2 separate regions of the Gossypium hirsutum genome follow, and region 2 is linked to region 1. A link is a contact called in public Hi-C data. All regions are on one chromosome and are shown on one strand. The core of a region is the stretch at or near the end of the contact, and the rest is flanking DNA. Distances in the headings are between cores, read along the strand shown.

Region 1 (7,568 bases), core at 1,671-4,170:
GAAAATAACAACCAAAAAAATCTGTCAGGAAATTAAAAGAAAATTGGGTCAACATAGGCCAGGGCAGACTGGCTTATATATTTATATATATTATATAATTTATGATATTAGTATAATTCACCACTCATTTATAGATGATTAATTCACCCGCGTCGTATTTTTAATTTAATATTTAATATTTTAATATTTTCTCTTTCATTAAATTTTAAATATAAATAATTTAATATTTTTTTAATATTTACATTATAGTATTATATATTATATTATTAAAAATATAATTTTTATATGACATAAATGCATAATATATAAAAATAATATACTATAATATCATATTTCAAAATGAGTTGGGCCCAAATATTGGAGCACAAATTAAATTATATTTTAAACGAGTCTAATATTTTATTTAAATCCTCTCAAAATTTAATTAAAACTTTGAGCTTGAGCAGGTAGCGGTGCTTGAAAATAAGTTAAATGATTAAAGTTCTAGTTAAGTTTTGAGACTTTTGAGAATAATGAGATTTTTAATAGAGAATGAGTTGCAAATGTAGTTATTTGAATTTTAAATATGTTGGAACATGACTTTTTAAAAAGTGATTTAAGACAATAATCTTTTGGTTTAGTGGCAAGAGTAATATGTTGTAGGCATGAGAGTTTGGTTTCGATTCTAAGCAACTATATTCCCCTCCCTCAATTATAAAAAAAAAGTGATTTAACAATTCCTTAACAATAATTATTTGATATATTGCCGAGATTTTTTTTAAAAATTTTAGAAACAAAGTTAAAAAAATTATCATATATCCTTAATTGATAATTAAAGAAAATTAAATAAATGAGACAGTTAGTGATCTTTTAACTATTTTTGAACCGCGAAAAACAGCAAATTTCACTTTTTGGAAGGTACCATAAAAAATTTCACTCAAAATAAGTTTAGTTTTGAGGTGATAAGTAGATCTTACTTAAAAACAATAGAAGAAAAAAAAAAGCGGCAGAATGCATAAACTTTCAATGATAAAAGTAATTTAATTAGGTCAAAATGAACCACAATGGAATGGTGAAAGAATTGATAATACAACTCCTGAATTCCAACTCTGAACCAGTATTTAATTTCACATGCACTAAATTTGACGTTGTTCTAAAGGCAAGAACGTGATTGTACACTTACGCCCAGAATTGGATGAAAGGAGACTTCTCAAAATTGTACTGCATGAATTTCTCGTTTAAGTACAGCGGGCAGTAAAAAAAAAACATGAATTTTATACTGTATTTTCTTTTTTTGAAAAAACAAAGTATAGAAAGTTGCAACTCTTTTAAGCCAATGAGAAAATTGAGGGTAAGTAGTTTTATAGTTGACTGACGACATGAGAGATATGGGTTCTCTTTCAGGTGAGTTTTCAATTGATGAGCTTACTTTTTATGGCAGTGAATGTTAAAGTTAATGATCTTTCACTACCTGAGCTGACAATTAAAAGTGAAAAGCTTTTCATTGGGGGCGAGAATCCTAGGAACTCTAGCTTATTATTAATAATTAAGATGACTTTAATTTGATCAGAGAATGTGTTACCGTGATGGTGATTGCAATGTCTCTTCTCTTGTTCAAAGAGTTAATTAATTCAATATTATATAATTAATATAAAAGTTTAAATACGAACTATTATTCTTTTTTTTTCTTTTATCATTTTAACCTTCAATTTTTAAAATTTAGTTAACTTATTTATTTTTGGACAAAAAAAAATTACTGAACTGTTAAAATTTTAATGGTATTAATATGACCACTAATATGTCAATCCATCTTATAAATCATAAAAATTTTAAAAAATAAAAATATTTAAAAATTAACAAAATTTAAAAAAGTTTGTAAATTTTTTAAAATTTTATCCATTTTATAGATAAAATTTTAAATAAATTGTCACATCAATACCATTAATATTTTAATAATTCAGTAATTTTTTTAATAAAAAACGAATAATTTAACTAAATTTCAAAAATAAAAGATCAAAATAACCCATAAAAAATAAATGTTAAAAAGCTAAATTTATGTATGAGTATCCAATGTCTTGTTGCACTTCACCATTTTTCTCTGGTCAAACTATTCTTTTCCTTTTAATTATATATACCAATTACTGTCTGTCAGTCACCTTGATTTTTTTTTAAGTTTATTTGGTTTTTAGGAATATATTAAAAAATTTCAAATTTTGGGAGAGAAATAAAGAAGTTTGAAGTCAGAAAGTGTAAATTTAGTAGTAGATTTCTTGTTTTATGTAATTTTGTAGTACAGTTTTGGTGAAGGGTTAGGGATGGTATGAGAGAAACTCAATTTGGCCCTACACAGTTAGGGAGCACTTGATTCAAATTCACACATTCATGCATTTGATTAGGACCCCACTGTTTTTTGTTTTGTTTCACAGATCAAAACAGTTTACTTTTTGGTAGGTTTCATATATATATATGTATTAAATTCAAAATTCTCATGCAGATAAACAATGGGTATTCTTTAAATTTGTAAAAAAGATAGAAATTAAATTAAATTTGTGAAAAAAATAGAAATTAAATTATGAAGTGTATACATGTACTCTACTAGTATTTATTTCATTTTTTGAAGCATTAAAGTAGGTGTTATGGCGGTTGGTTCTGTGTTCCTTGGCAATTTAATTGCTTTATCTTCAAACACTGGCATCCAACCACAAAAATATTAGCCCCAAAATTATGTAAAAAGAGAGAAAAAAAAATAAAGTGAAAAACGAAAAAAGACAAAGAGATATTTAATGTATGAATTGAGGAGTAGGACCCTCTTCTACCCTCTCTCATCATCTTCTCTTCTTTTTTCTTGTATTATTATTATGATTACCATAATTTTCTTTTTTATTTTTATTTTAATTAAGCTTACAGTGTGAAAGGAGACATTTTTTCAAATCTTGTGTCAATTATTATTTATGAAAACAGCTTGATATATACACATATCATATCTCCACTCCTTTTTTTTCTTTCACAGAAGAAGAAAAAAGAAAAGAGTGGTTGGTTTGTATAGTTTATGAAAAGGGAGGGTCAAATCACACAAGTTCCCTTTGTTTTGTTGTATTTGCAGGTACTTCACCTAATTAAAAACCCATTAAAGAGTAATTGAAGGTCACCCATTAATCTCTCTGATACTTTTACTTTTTCCGGTTTCAATTGGGGGGGGGAGTTGCAGAGATATTGAGTCTGACAATAAAGGACTAACTTACTGATAGATCATTAAAAAAAAATCATAAATTCCACAGATAGATACATCATATCTCTTTCTGTTTATTTAAATTATATGGTATTTTAGCTATAACTATATTAGCTTTTACTTGTCAAAATTTTAATTATTTTTTAAAGTTCTATTTTGCAGTGAAGATGATGATGAAGCACGTGTATACTCAAATTACCATCACACCAGGTACAAATCTTATTAACTGTTACTATAATCAATTCTCTCCCTCTCTCTCTCTCTGTTTCAATCTCTGTATTTCAGCCTTCTCTCTCTTATCTTTATATAAACACTAAAACTTTCTCCCCTATACTCCCTTTTTTTCCTTCCCTCACCCTCATCCTTTTCTTCATCTTCTCCTCCTATTATTCCCATGTCTTCAAGCTCTAGACTTGTTCCCAAACCTTGACGAGCCAGCCAATCATATTTACTTATATACATATATTAATTGTGGAGGATTATCACTCCTTTCCTTTCCACTGAATTCTCAGGATCCACTTGATCATCCCAAGATCATCAATACCCCATTTTTCCCAGAAAGTTCTGGAATGGGTTGATTTAAAGTCTGGGGATTTATTCTGGAGAATAAGGTAAAACATGTTTAGACTTTATTGATGTTATGGATGAATTTTTTTTCTTTTTCTAGTGCTTGTGATTATGAAAGTAGTATAATAATAATAATAATAATAATAATAAATTTGGTGTTTCTTTGATCTTTTCAGTGAAGAGAAAAAGTAGAAAACAATATTAGAATTAAGCAAAGAAAACAACATACGATGGCGACGTACTTTCATGGGAACCCTGAAATCCAAGCAAGTACTGACGGCCTTCAAACCCTTGTACTTATGAACCCTGCCTATGTTCAGTATTCCGATACCCCTCCACCACCCCCGGCCAGCAACCTCCTTTTCTTCAACCCTAACTCCCTCTCTCCGCCCCAAACTCAGCAACTCGTCGGCATCCCCCTCCCCGCTACCTCAGCTGCCAATCAAGGCCCTACCTCACACGATATCTCCCCCTTGCATGGCCTCGTCCAGCGCGTCCATTACAACATGTACAACCCTATTGACCCTTCCGGATCGGCGCGTGAAACTCCTCGCGCTCAACAAGGACTCTCTTTGACCCTTTCTTCCCAGCAGCAGCCGGGTTATGGATCCCAGGCTCAAGCAGTTTCAGGCGGGTCGGCTTCTTCGGGTTCAGGCGTGCACGATAGGGTGTCGGGTGTGCAAAGTGTGTTTTTGAGCTCTAAATACTTGAAGGCTGCTCAAGAGCTTCTTGATGAGGTTGTTAATGTTAACACTACTGGGATTACAAAGAGTGAATTATTGGCTAAGAAGGGTGGTGGTGGAAATAATCATAGCAATAGCAGTAGTAAGGCTATGGGAGAGTCGTCGGTGGTGGCCGGGGATGGCTCTGGTGGTGGGGAGGCAGGTGAGAAACACGTCGCAGAGCTGACCACGGCTGAGAAACAGGAAATTCAGATGAAGAAAGCTAAGCTAATTAACATGCTTGATGAGGTATGGAAATTAGATCATATATATATATGGAAAAAACTGGGATAGAAGCAAGTTCATAAGTTGTAACTCTACTATTTTAAGGTCTTTCTTTAGATTTCAATCCTTGAAGATTCTTTGTTTAATTAATTGAAAGCTCTAGTTTGTTATTAGACCTCAAATCCATGAAATTTACCAATTGGAGTACGTCAGTCAGGTTCTTGAATTCCAAACTTCTTCTAGACATCCAACGTAAGCTTATTGTTTAGGCACAACATATTGATATCAAATGGTTGTCTTTTTTATTTTTTATTTGGCAGGTGGAACAAAGGTATAGGCAATACCATCACCAGATGCAGATTGTAACATCCTCATTTGAGCAAGCAGCTGGAATTGGGTCAGCAAAAACATACACAGCTCTTGCATTAAAGACCATTTCAAAGCAATTTCGGTGTTTGAAAGATGCAATAACTGACCAAATCCGAGCAGCCAACAAGAGTTTAGGGGAAGAAGAAGATGGTGTAGGCGAAGCAGCCAAAATCGAGGGATCCAGACTTAAGTTCGTGGATCATCATCTTCGACAGCAAAGAGCACTTCAGCAGTTGGGAATGATCCAGCACAATGCTTGGAGACCCCAGAGAGGATTGCCTGAAAGATCAGTTTCTGTTCTTCGAGCTTGGCTCTTCGAACACTTCCTTCACCCGTATGTAATCTCTGAAATTTTCTCAATACTGCATTTGAAACATCCTTAAAGTTTCAATCCGAATTTCTTAATCCCCATTTCAGGTATCCTAAAGATTCAGACAAACACATGCTTGCAAAACAAACAGGGCTCACTAGGAGTCAGGTATGGGCCTTGTCTGGCGACTCTTGTCCCGATTGTGGCACATGTAATTCAGGGATTTTGTTTGTTTTGGTGATAATTCAGGTGTCTAACTGGTTCATAAATGCCCGAGTTCGGCTATGGAAGCCAATGGTGGAAGAGATGTATTTAGAGGAAACCAAGGAGCAAGAACAGAATGGTACTTCAGATGACAAAACAAGCAAGACCGAAAACCATGAAGATTCAGCATCCAAATCCACAGCTCCAAGCTGCCAAAATCCTGGGGAGAACCAGAAAGTTTCATCAATGTCCATTTCGACTGCTTCAACGTCTCCCCTTGCAGGAAATGCACACCAGCAGTCGCGTTTCTCCCTCATTGGATCATCCGAATTAGAAGGGATCACCCAAGGAAGTCCAAAGAAACCAAGGAGCAATGAACTGTTGCAGTCCCCAACTAGTGTCCCATCCATGAACATGGACATGAATCAAAGTGAGGCAAGCAATGAGGTTTCCATGAAGTTCAGCAAAGATGGGTACTCATTCATGGGGACCAACACCGATTTCATGGGAGGTTTCGGGCAGTATCCTATCGGAGAAATCGGACGGTTCGATGCAGAACAGTTCGCTCCAAGGTTTCCTGGTAATGGTGTTTCCCTCACACTCGGTCTTCCGCACTGTGAAAACCTTTCCTTATCTGGATCCCATCAGAATTTGATCCCAAACCAAACAATGCAAATGGGGAGAAGGCTAGACATTGATGAACCAAATGAGTTTGGTGCCATAAACCTTCCCACACCTCACTCTTCGGCTGCGTATGAGAGCATCAACCTTCATAACAGAAAAAGGTTTGTAGCCCAATTATTACCGGACTTCGTCGCCTGAAGAACGTGATTCGAACCAGACAAACATATATATCTTTCACTATTTTCATTTCTATCCATTAGGGAACAAGGGAAATGCATGGTATAGTGTAAAGAAGAAATTTCTCCTAGTATAGGCTTTATACTTTGCATAGCGCAATTTGAGTCCTTCAAACATTTCAGGATCTCACCATATATATTTGAGAGGATTGTATATTAATTTTCTAAGTTTTGGGGATTGGTTTAGATGGATCGATATCATCAAATTAGTTTCTTTGGGAATAATGACATTAAAATTTTAGTCAATTTGGGTGTGAATCAAGTATTTCATGAAATGGACGACGAAAATTATACTGAATTATTTGGAGCAAAAGTGTTACCATCAACATTCTTGATGAAGGTGCTCAAAGCTTTGATGTCAGCTCATCAAAAGCAGAATTCAACTAAGATCAACACTTCAAATGATTAAAATTAACTCTACAAATTATCCTTAACAGGTGGCATCCAAATTCTATCATCTATAACTGTGATTTCTTTTACAAAATAATGGATAAGCGAACCTCCTCTCAAAGACAACCTTAGAAAAAGAAGGAAAGAAAGGATAATGGGTAAATAAAGTAACCAAGCATAAGACAAAAATTGCAGCAATAGTCCATCAAGTTGTTGGACTAACAAGATTATGCCTTAATAAATAAAGGGAAATTAGAGTAGTATCTCTAATTTCAAAGATTAAACATTAATTAAATCGATTCAAAATCATTCTGTTTTCTGCTTGAATATATAATATCTTCAAAACTGTTTGTTGACCGAGTATATAATTGGAATGATCAACTCTAACTAGTATTAGAAAATGACTAAAAGATATACGTACAAAACCCAGCAGCAAATCATGTAGATATAAATATTCTATCTCATAATCACATTATATTACCTATCATTTTCATAATACAATCTCCAATGGAATGATACTTTGAATTTTGGAGGCCTCCATTTCTCAAGATTCAAAGGAAGGCTGCAATGGAATGAATTTAGCATTTAAAATTGAAGTTTTCCTGCAAAAGGACAAGTGATAATCTGGTTCCATGAGTCCAGGACATGATTAATTTTCTAAGAGATTAATCACCTGCTTTAAACAATTACAGAGGGGATCTAGCATTACATGA
Region 2 (7,568 bases), core at 1,941-4,440, 250 kb before region 1:
ATCGCGGCCCTATACGTTAGGGCACAATTCCTCTAAAATCCAAAACTCGGAATATTTCCTTTATTATTTTTTTAGAAAAATCTTCATTTCGAGAAATCAATGCGTCACATCTAATACGTTAGGACACAACATGTTGAATTCCCAATAACGAGTTCTTATTTTTTTGATTAAAGAGAAATGCTCGATTGTTAGATTTAACGAAGAAAATCAGAACCCAATACGTTAGGGCTCAATTTCCTTGAAAATCCTAAATACGAGCATTATCTCAATTTTGAAAATTTTTAATTTTTAAATTTGAGTAAAAGATGATATAACGTTATATTATATGTGCAAATATCGTGATAACAAATACAACAATAACATAGAAATAATATAAACAAATGAATATAAAATAATGACATGCAAAAGATATCAAATAAATAGGCAAGATAATAATAAAAATATGCACACATAAATTAATAAGCAAATGATAAACAACAAAAAAGAAATATACATGTACACATAAAAAATACATAAGTTAAAAACAAGTAAAATAATATCAAAATTAATTAAATAAATTAAACATGCGTTTATAAAATATACGAAAAAATATTAGTTTTTTAAAAGTATAAATACATACATAAAACCTATATATATAAAATAATGATAATTACTTATGAAAATTATAAAATAAAAAACAAATACATTATTAAAAATATTAATTTTAAGAGAAATATGAAAAAAAGACCAAATTGAATCACAAATAAAATTCCAGGGTAAATCCGCAAATAAATAAAGTCTGGAAGATTAAATTGAACGCACGAATTACATAGAGGGGCTGGAAGGGCAATTTTACCTTCTCCTCTAAAACGACGCCGTTCAACTAGATTAGATTGAAATTTAAAATAAATTAAAGACCGAATTTAAAATAATAAAAAAACTTAATTGGAATTATATTAAAAGGCGGAGGGGCTAAAAGCGCAATTTGCCCCTCCGCATGAAAAACACGAGGATCTTGGATCCGGGTCGGGTCGACGCGCGGATCCTCCCTTCAAAATGGCGCCGTTTTCAATCGGCTATTTAAGCCAAAATTATATAAAAAAATTCATTTCCTCATTCCTTAAAAAAAATGAAAATCCCTCTAATAAAAGGCTCTCAACCTCGGGGCACCAGCCACCTGTTCGGTCATTTGGCCTTTCTAAACCCGAATCTGGGTTTGGAGTTTTCAAAATATTGACGAAAAACGCAAAGAAGTCAAGGAAATGCTTCGGTTTTCAACCACCGATCCTCGGCGTGGCTCCCTCAGACGCTTCAAAATCGAAGAAAGGTCGTTTCTTTCTTTTTACTCAGTTTATTCGCATGCAAATAAGTAAAAAAAATAAAAATAGAACATATAATCTAACAGGAGAATAATAAACTGTTAATAGCAACCTTTGAATCGATTTGTGCTTTTTCCCTATTTGAACTCTGTTTTGGTTGTGAAAGTAGCTGTTTTTCTTTTTATTGATTTCGAAAAATCGCCATTTACACTGTATGGCTTTTTTATATCCGAATGAAAAATAAAAGAAATCAAGAAACAAATTTTGTTTGATTCGATCTGATTTGATTTGATTTTCTTTCCTTTCTTGTGTTTGCAGGTGCAGATTGTGAAGATCCGGAGCTTCGCTTGGCTCGGTTGCGGCACTGTTGAAGATTTGAAGCCCTAGGGTTTCATCCGTTTTGGGCCATTGTAATTTGGGCCACCGCTTTGCTTTGGTTTGGGCCTTGTAGCCCGTTTGTAATTGGACACTATGAATTATTTTATCTATTTTCTTTTTGCATTTACTGGACCGGGCAAATTGGGTGTTACAAGAATTAATTATTATAATGTATAATTAATAAATGAAATATACCAAGATTTAAATAAAAAGAAATTGAAATAAAATTCTATAATGAGATTTAAATTAAAATAACATTTGTACAAATGATCAATAAGTGTGGTGTAATAAGACGCATTGTATTTTTAAGGAGAGACATAAATTAAAATTTTAGAGATGATATTTTTAGAAGGAACATCATCAGCCTTGAACATAAACTGCAAAACAAATATAAAAATACTAAAATAATTGAACAAATGCTATTATTAACAATATTTGTTTAATTTTAATTTAGTTTGTAGAATTTAAAATAAACTAGTGATGATAGATGAAATAATTTTTATTTTTTAATATTTAAAAAAGGAAAACTTGATCAATAATTTTAAAGCTATTAATGCAAATGAGAGATAGGGGTTATTTATATATTAATTGTGATAGAGAGTTGTTTACTTTCGATATAATCTAAACAAGTTTAAGACATGATTTAATAGCAAAACCACCAAGTCCTCAACAACTTTTGTTGGGTTTTATTAATTGGGGGGGGGGGCAAATATAAATAAATAAATAAATAAATATGCACATCTTTTCCTTTATCAGTGGGTGAAGAGATTGGGTAGAACCATTTTTGTTGCATTGTGGTCCATGCATGCTTTTAATTTAATTATTGGGGCAAACGAGCATGAATCATGTGGAATTAAGCACCGCCCGCAGTGTTTTGAAAAAAAATTGGTGCTAAAGTTTGAAAGATTTGTTTTAAATTGTCTATAAGCATTGGTTAATTTAGGTTTTTTGTATTTAATTATGTTTTAGGAAAGTTTTTATTTATTTATTTAGCATTTCAAAAACAATAATTTAGCCGGTAGAAATTAGGTTCTTTAAACTTCAAAATAACATTCTTATAAAAGCTTTTAGCAAAATTGAAAAGGAAAAGAGAAGTTCATGTCGCTTATTATTTAAATTATTTTAAGTTTTTTTTATTGAGTTAATTCAAGATAATTATTGCAGTTTATTATTTAGTTTTGTGCTTATAACAGTTCGATATTGTTAAATGAATGATAATTTAGTATTTGTAATGTTTTTTTTTGAACATAAAATGATCACAAGGGTTAACTCGTTTTATTAAGTAACATCACTAATTACAGTATTATGAATTTACTTAAGATAATCCATTTCGAAAAACCACATTTTAGCTTCCCTACACGTTACAAATTAAGTTTGCTACATTATTACAAGACCGGTTTGACCAAATTAATTTGGTTGATTTAAAATTGTTGAAAGCAGCTATACATTCTTTGATGCGCGCGCTGATGATGGTGACATCCATACCATTATTTCTTAATTTGTTGACAAGGCTCGCGTGATCTGTTTCAAATATCACATTCCCTTTAATGTTCAGTTGACCCGCCAGCTGTATACTTTTTTCAAACGCCATGCATTCAGCTTCATGTACCGACACCCTTGTTTCAATAAAACCCCCCCACCACCGAAAACGAAACAGTCGTCCCTTACAATCGCCCCTTACCCCAATTCTGTTAACCCCTACAGTAGTGTCGAAATTGATTTTTACAAATCCCTTAGGAGGTTTTTCCCATTTCTTAAGCGCAATATTAGGTGAGAGCAGCGGTTCCTTAAGCAGATTGCAAATGCGGAAATCTTTGTTCAGAGTGCTAGCCCTCTCCCAAATGACCGTAGCTTCCTCTTCTTTGCCCCTGAAGATGAAGTTGTTTCTATTGCTCCAGGAGTTCCATAAGATTGTCATAAGATTGGCCATTGCTTTCTTGTCAAGGACTCTCATCATATCTTCAAGCCAATCAATACAACAATCATACTGCCTCGACGTAGTGCTCGTATCCCAACCTTGAACGGAGAGAACTTCACGAGAATTAATGCAGTCATTTATGCTCTATGGATCAATCGGCTAGCTTTTCTTCTCATGTCCACCTTTTATGTCCTCCTCCAACAGTATAGGTGTTCTTTTCTCAAAATTATTCTATCATCTTACGTATAGGTTGGTTATACCAGACTGGACAGCTCACGCAATTTTAGTTTTTATCCGGAAAGCTATCAAGTGCAGCGACAATTTTGGACGCAATCTGAAATTCACTTCTGCAACGACATTAATGCAAAAAGATAGAAAAATTAAGGATAAAATAGGCTAGGATTCATTGAGTTATAAAATGCTAAAATGTATGCTAAAGATAATTAAATGGGTATAATTTAACCAATAAGTAAGGGGGGAAACCTATGTTCTTTCTAGTGCTATCACAACCCCAAACTTGAGTTTTTACTTGTCCTCCAGTAAAACAGAAACTACCAAGACTACAAAAATTTTACTAAGGCAAATGATCATTCTAGTAACTTGAACCCTCTAAATTCCCAATGTATGAATCACATTCAAATGAAAGAATATTGCACTAACAATTCATAAGCATGAATGAATAAGGTTGCAACTTCATCAATGCTAGCATCATGCTTCAAGCTAAGTTCTATCTACCATTACAGCATTTATTGTACAATACTAAGTATTTATATATTATATATATACATTTTTTTGTAATAAGGGATATCGTTGCATTACTGTACCATTATTACTGTGAAGTAATGATGGGTTGTAACAAACACTCATGGAGTATGTAATTGTGCCGACACACACTCATGTAGTGATAGTCTTTGGCCAAATTGATTTTCTAATGCTTGTATTGGAGTGTTCCTTTTTTAACATTCTATACTGCACCCACTTTGGAGTGTGTCTAATTTATAACTATATATAAATATATAAGCAGCTGTAAAAAGCAGATTCATTCAAGATTTAAGGAATGATAGCAGTCATCCACTACTAATGCAACCTAATCCATTCATGAAAGAATTGAAGCTACAACCTTCTGTCAAATTTATCCAACTCATTCATTGATAATTCACATGATTCAAGAATTAAGCATCGAATGTAACAAAAATTTTTGAACAATTTTCATTAACTATAATTAAACCATGCATGCTTCATTTTCAAAAAAAATATTTTGAAATGAGGGTGCATTTCCAAGCCCCAAGTTCATTCTCCCAAACTTAAAGTTTGCATTATCCTCAACGCACTGACATGAAAATGTAATGACAACAAAAAAAATGCAATGACAATGTATACTTATCAAAATAAAACTTACAACTACATGCAATGCATGAATACTACAACTAAAGCTTAAAATAAACTAACTCAGTTATCTGCAATAGTCGATGTGGCTGTACGATGTTTCTTTCTTCTCATTTTCTTCTTTTGTTTTTTTATCCTTGAAGCACTTCCTTTTCTTTTCTTTGGGCTTTGCACGATCTTCGGACCGCTCCTCAGTTTTCGGCTCTACCTCGGCATCATCGATTGCTTCCTGTGTAGGAGAGGCCACTTGGAGTGGTCCAGTGTAGACCATTATTGCCAATGTATTGTATTGCTCCTCACTGGTTACCTCAGCAACTCTCGCCGATCTCATTCCAGCTCTCTCCAAATTATCAATATTTGCACCCACTGACTCAGATATGGTGACAATCTTCTCAACAGAATCTTCTTCTTCTTTTTCTTTCTCATTTTTAGCAACTTCTTCTTCAACAACAACTTCCTCTTCTGCAGCAGCAACTTCCTTCTCAACAATAGTGTTTTCTTGATAAAAAAAATACCACCCTCAAACAAGCTATCAATCTTTTGCAGGCTTTCTTCAATGTCCCTAGATTCCTCTTATTTCTCATTATCAGAGGCCTACACAATGGGTGGGGATGCCACCGATCTATCTCGGTCTTCTAAGTCGTCATCCAAGGAAGAGATGTCATAATTTTGAATGATTGGTGGAAACACTGGGAATTTCAGTTGTGGGGATGGGCTCAATTGGCCTAATATGGCTACAATAGAACTGTTCCAGGCTCTAGTATAAGTGTAAAACAAATTCTGGGATTTCTCTACATTTTCTACTGTAGCGACAAGCCTGATCTACCTGTTGTTGATGAAATTAACCATTTTTTCGACATCTTTTAGTTTGCGCCATAATGATGTCTCTGCATTTAGATTTGTTCATTTGTTGTCAGCTTTGGCGTTGCCCTTTCTTATCTTGCTGGTTTTTGCCTTTTTCAATATCGGCGTGTCCTTACCACGAGTCATTCTTTCTACAGAGGCTTCATTAATTGGTCCCTTATTTTCCAGGACTTCCTCACCAGCACTGGGCACGATTCCTCATTGCTGGCACAATAACATCACCAATGATGGGAAAACCAATATCCCAGTCTGCCTTGCGGCGTAGTTAGCAATTTCTTGGTGAAGTATTCCGCCTACATCAATTTTTGTGCCTTTAACGATAGAATGTATCAGACGCATTCTGTCAAGGATGACTGTGGTGCTGTGAGTAGAGGGCTTTAGCTTGCAGTTGACAAAATGAAACCAAATTTTACCTTGTAGCGTCAGGAAGCGGCAGTGCATAGTATAATTCTTTTGACGGGAACCTATCTACATTGCTCCATCGACACACAAGTCTCTCACCAACAGGTCTCATTTTTCATCTATGATGTCATCAATGAACTCAGAGTGTTCGTCGACAGCAACCTTGGTGTTGTATAGCTCATTGATTTTTCAGCGACCCATGGTATTAAACCTTCCCGAATGAAAATGAACTCTAACTCATGATCATAGAGATTAGCATAAAACTCACGTACTAGTGAAGGCAAGTAGCTTCTAGGATGGGTGCAAAAAGTTTCTCATTTTAACTTCGAAATGGTCTTGTAGACTTGTTTACCCAAGTCTTGTTGTGGCGAAAGGGAAATGCCCTATTCAAAATGAAAGTTTCACTTCAACATGTTGTCGTGAAATCGTTCCTTTTTCACTTTATTTAAAAAGTTTACTGGCTCATTTATCTGCACTGGCCTAGGTGCAATTTGAGTCGAGAATTGAATAATAAAATCTATTGACTCGCGATAAATTGTCGCTGCAAAATAATCTTGTCATGCCATCATTTGGGGTTTTCCTTGTAAATTACAGCGCTTTCATAAGCATTTCTCCTAATCTCCTCTAGTTCAATGATATCCAACAGTCTTTTCTTTCTAGCCGCTTGGTAGTCCATGTTCACTTGGTTAATTGCCCACAGTGCTTTGTGTTCTAGTTCAATTGGCAAGTGACATGCTTTCTCAAAAACCAATTGATACGGCGACATCCCTAATGGAGTTTTGTATGCTGTTTGCAATGCCCATAAAGCGTCATTATCCAATTGGAAACACCAATATTTCCTTGAAGGATTTACAACCTTCTTAAGAATGTTATTAATAATAGTCAACTTATTTTTTCACTATTTACTTATATGTTCATTCAAAGCTGTCTACTTGAGTCATTGTCCCTAAATTATTTATATATTGAGCTATAAAATTCTAAATTAAGATACGCTTGATGTTTTCGAAACTAGACTTAAATACCTTTCTAGCATAAAATTTTTAGATTTTATAGTTTATCAAATAAGTACAGTAAAATCTTCAAATCTATCCCGATTCTGCTGTTTGACAACTTCAACATTTCCTTACTAAAAATTATTTATCTCTTAGTATGAAAATTAGATGATGTTTCTGTTTGTTTTTAATGAAAATAGACTCCTTAAGGATTTAAACATATAAATTTAAGCCCTTAATTATTTTTTTACAATTTTCAATGATTTTTCTAAAGTCAAAATAGGGGAACCCAAACCAATTCTGACCTTGTCTGACAAAATTCATTATATC

What was found. Hi-C and Micro-C count contacts between places; a contact is called where the count stands out from the background.
Region 2: a Hi-C map of leaf shows a contact between it and region 1, with 2.0 times the contacts expected there. The contact joins the enhancer-like site here to the promoter of LOC107899402 in region 1. A contact is called at or near these places in 3 of 34 Hi-C or Micro-C datasets (callus, leaf and petal).

Annotation. Positions count from the first base shown.
Region 1 is chrD04:32,597,872-32,605,439 of Gossypium_hirsutum_v2.1, reverse strand. LOC107899402 (BEL1-like homeodomain protein 1) reads left to right here and starts at 2,920. Exons shown (of 7, transcript XM_041091301.1): 1 at 2,920-3,082; 2 at 3,371-3,418; 3 at 3,721-3,819; 4 at 3,952-4,746; 5 at 5,043-5,425; 6 at 5,509-5,569; 7 at 5,651-6,711. The coding sequence starts at 4,006. The coding sequence ends at 6,427.
Region 2 is chrD04:32,850,558-32,858,125 of Gossypium_hirsutum_v2.1, reverse strand. No RefSeq gene overlaps it. Among protein-coding and RNA genes, the nearest start is that of LOC121216606, 38 kb to the left of the region's middle. Within about 2 kb of position 3,190, at least 9 of the 9 cell types and tissues checked have an H3K27ac peak or open chromatin away from gene starts, as enhancers often do. A contact at or near this core is called in leaf, where this site is marked.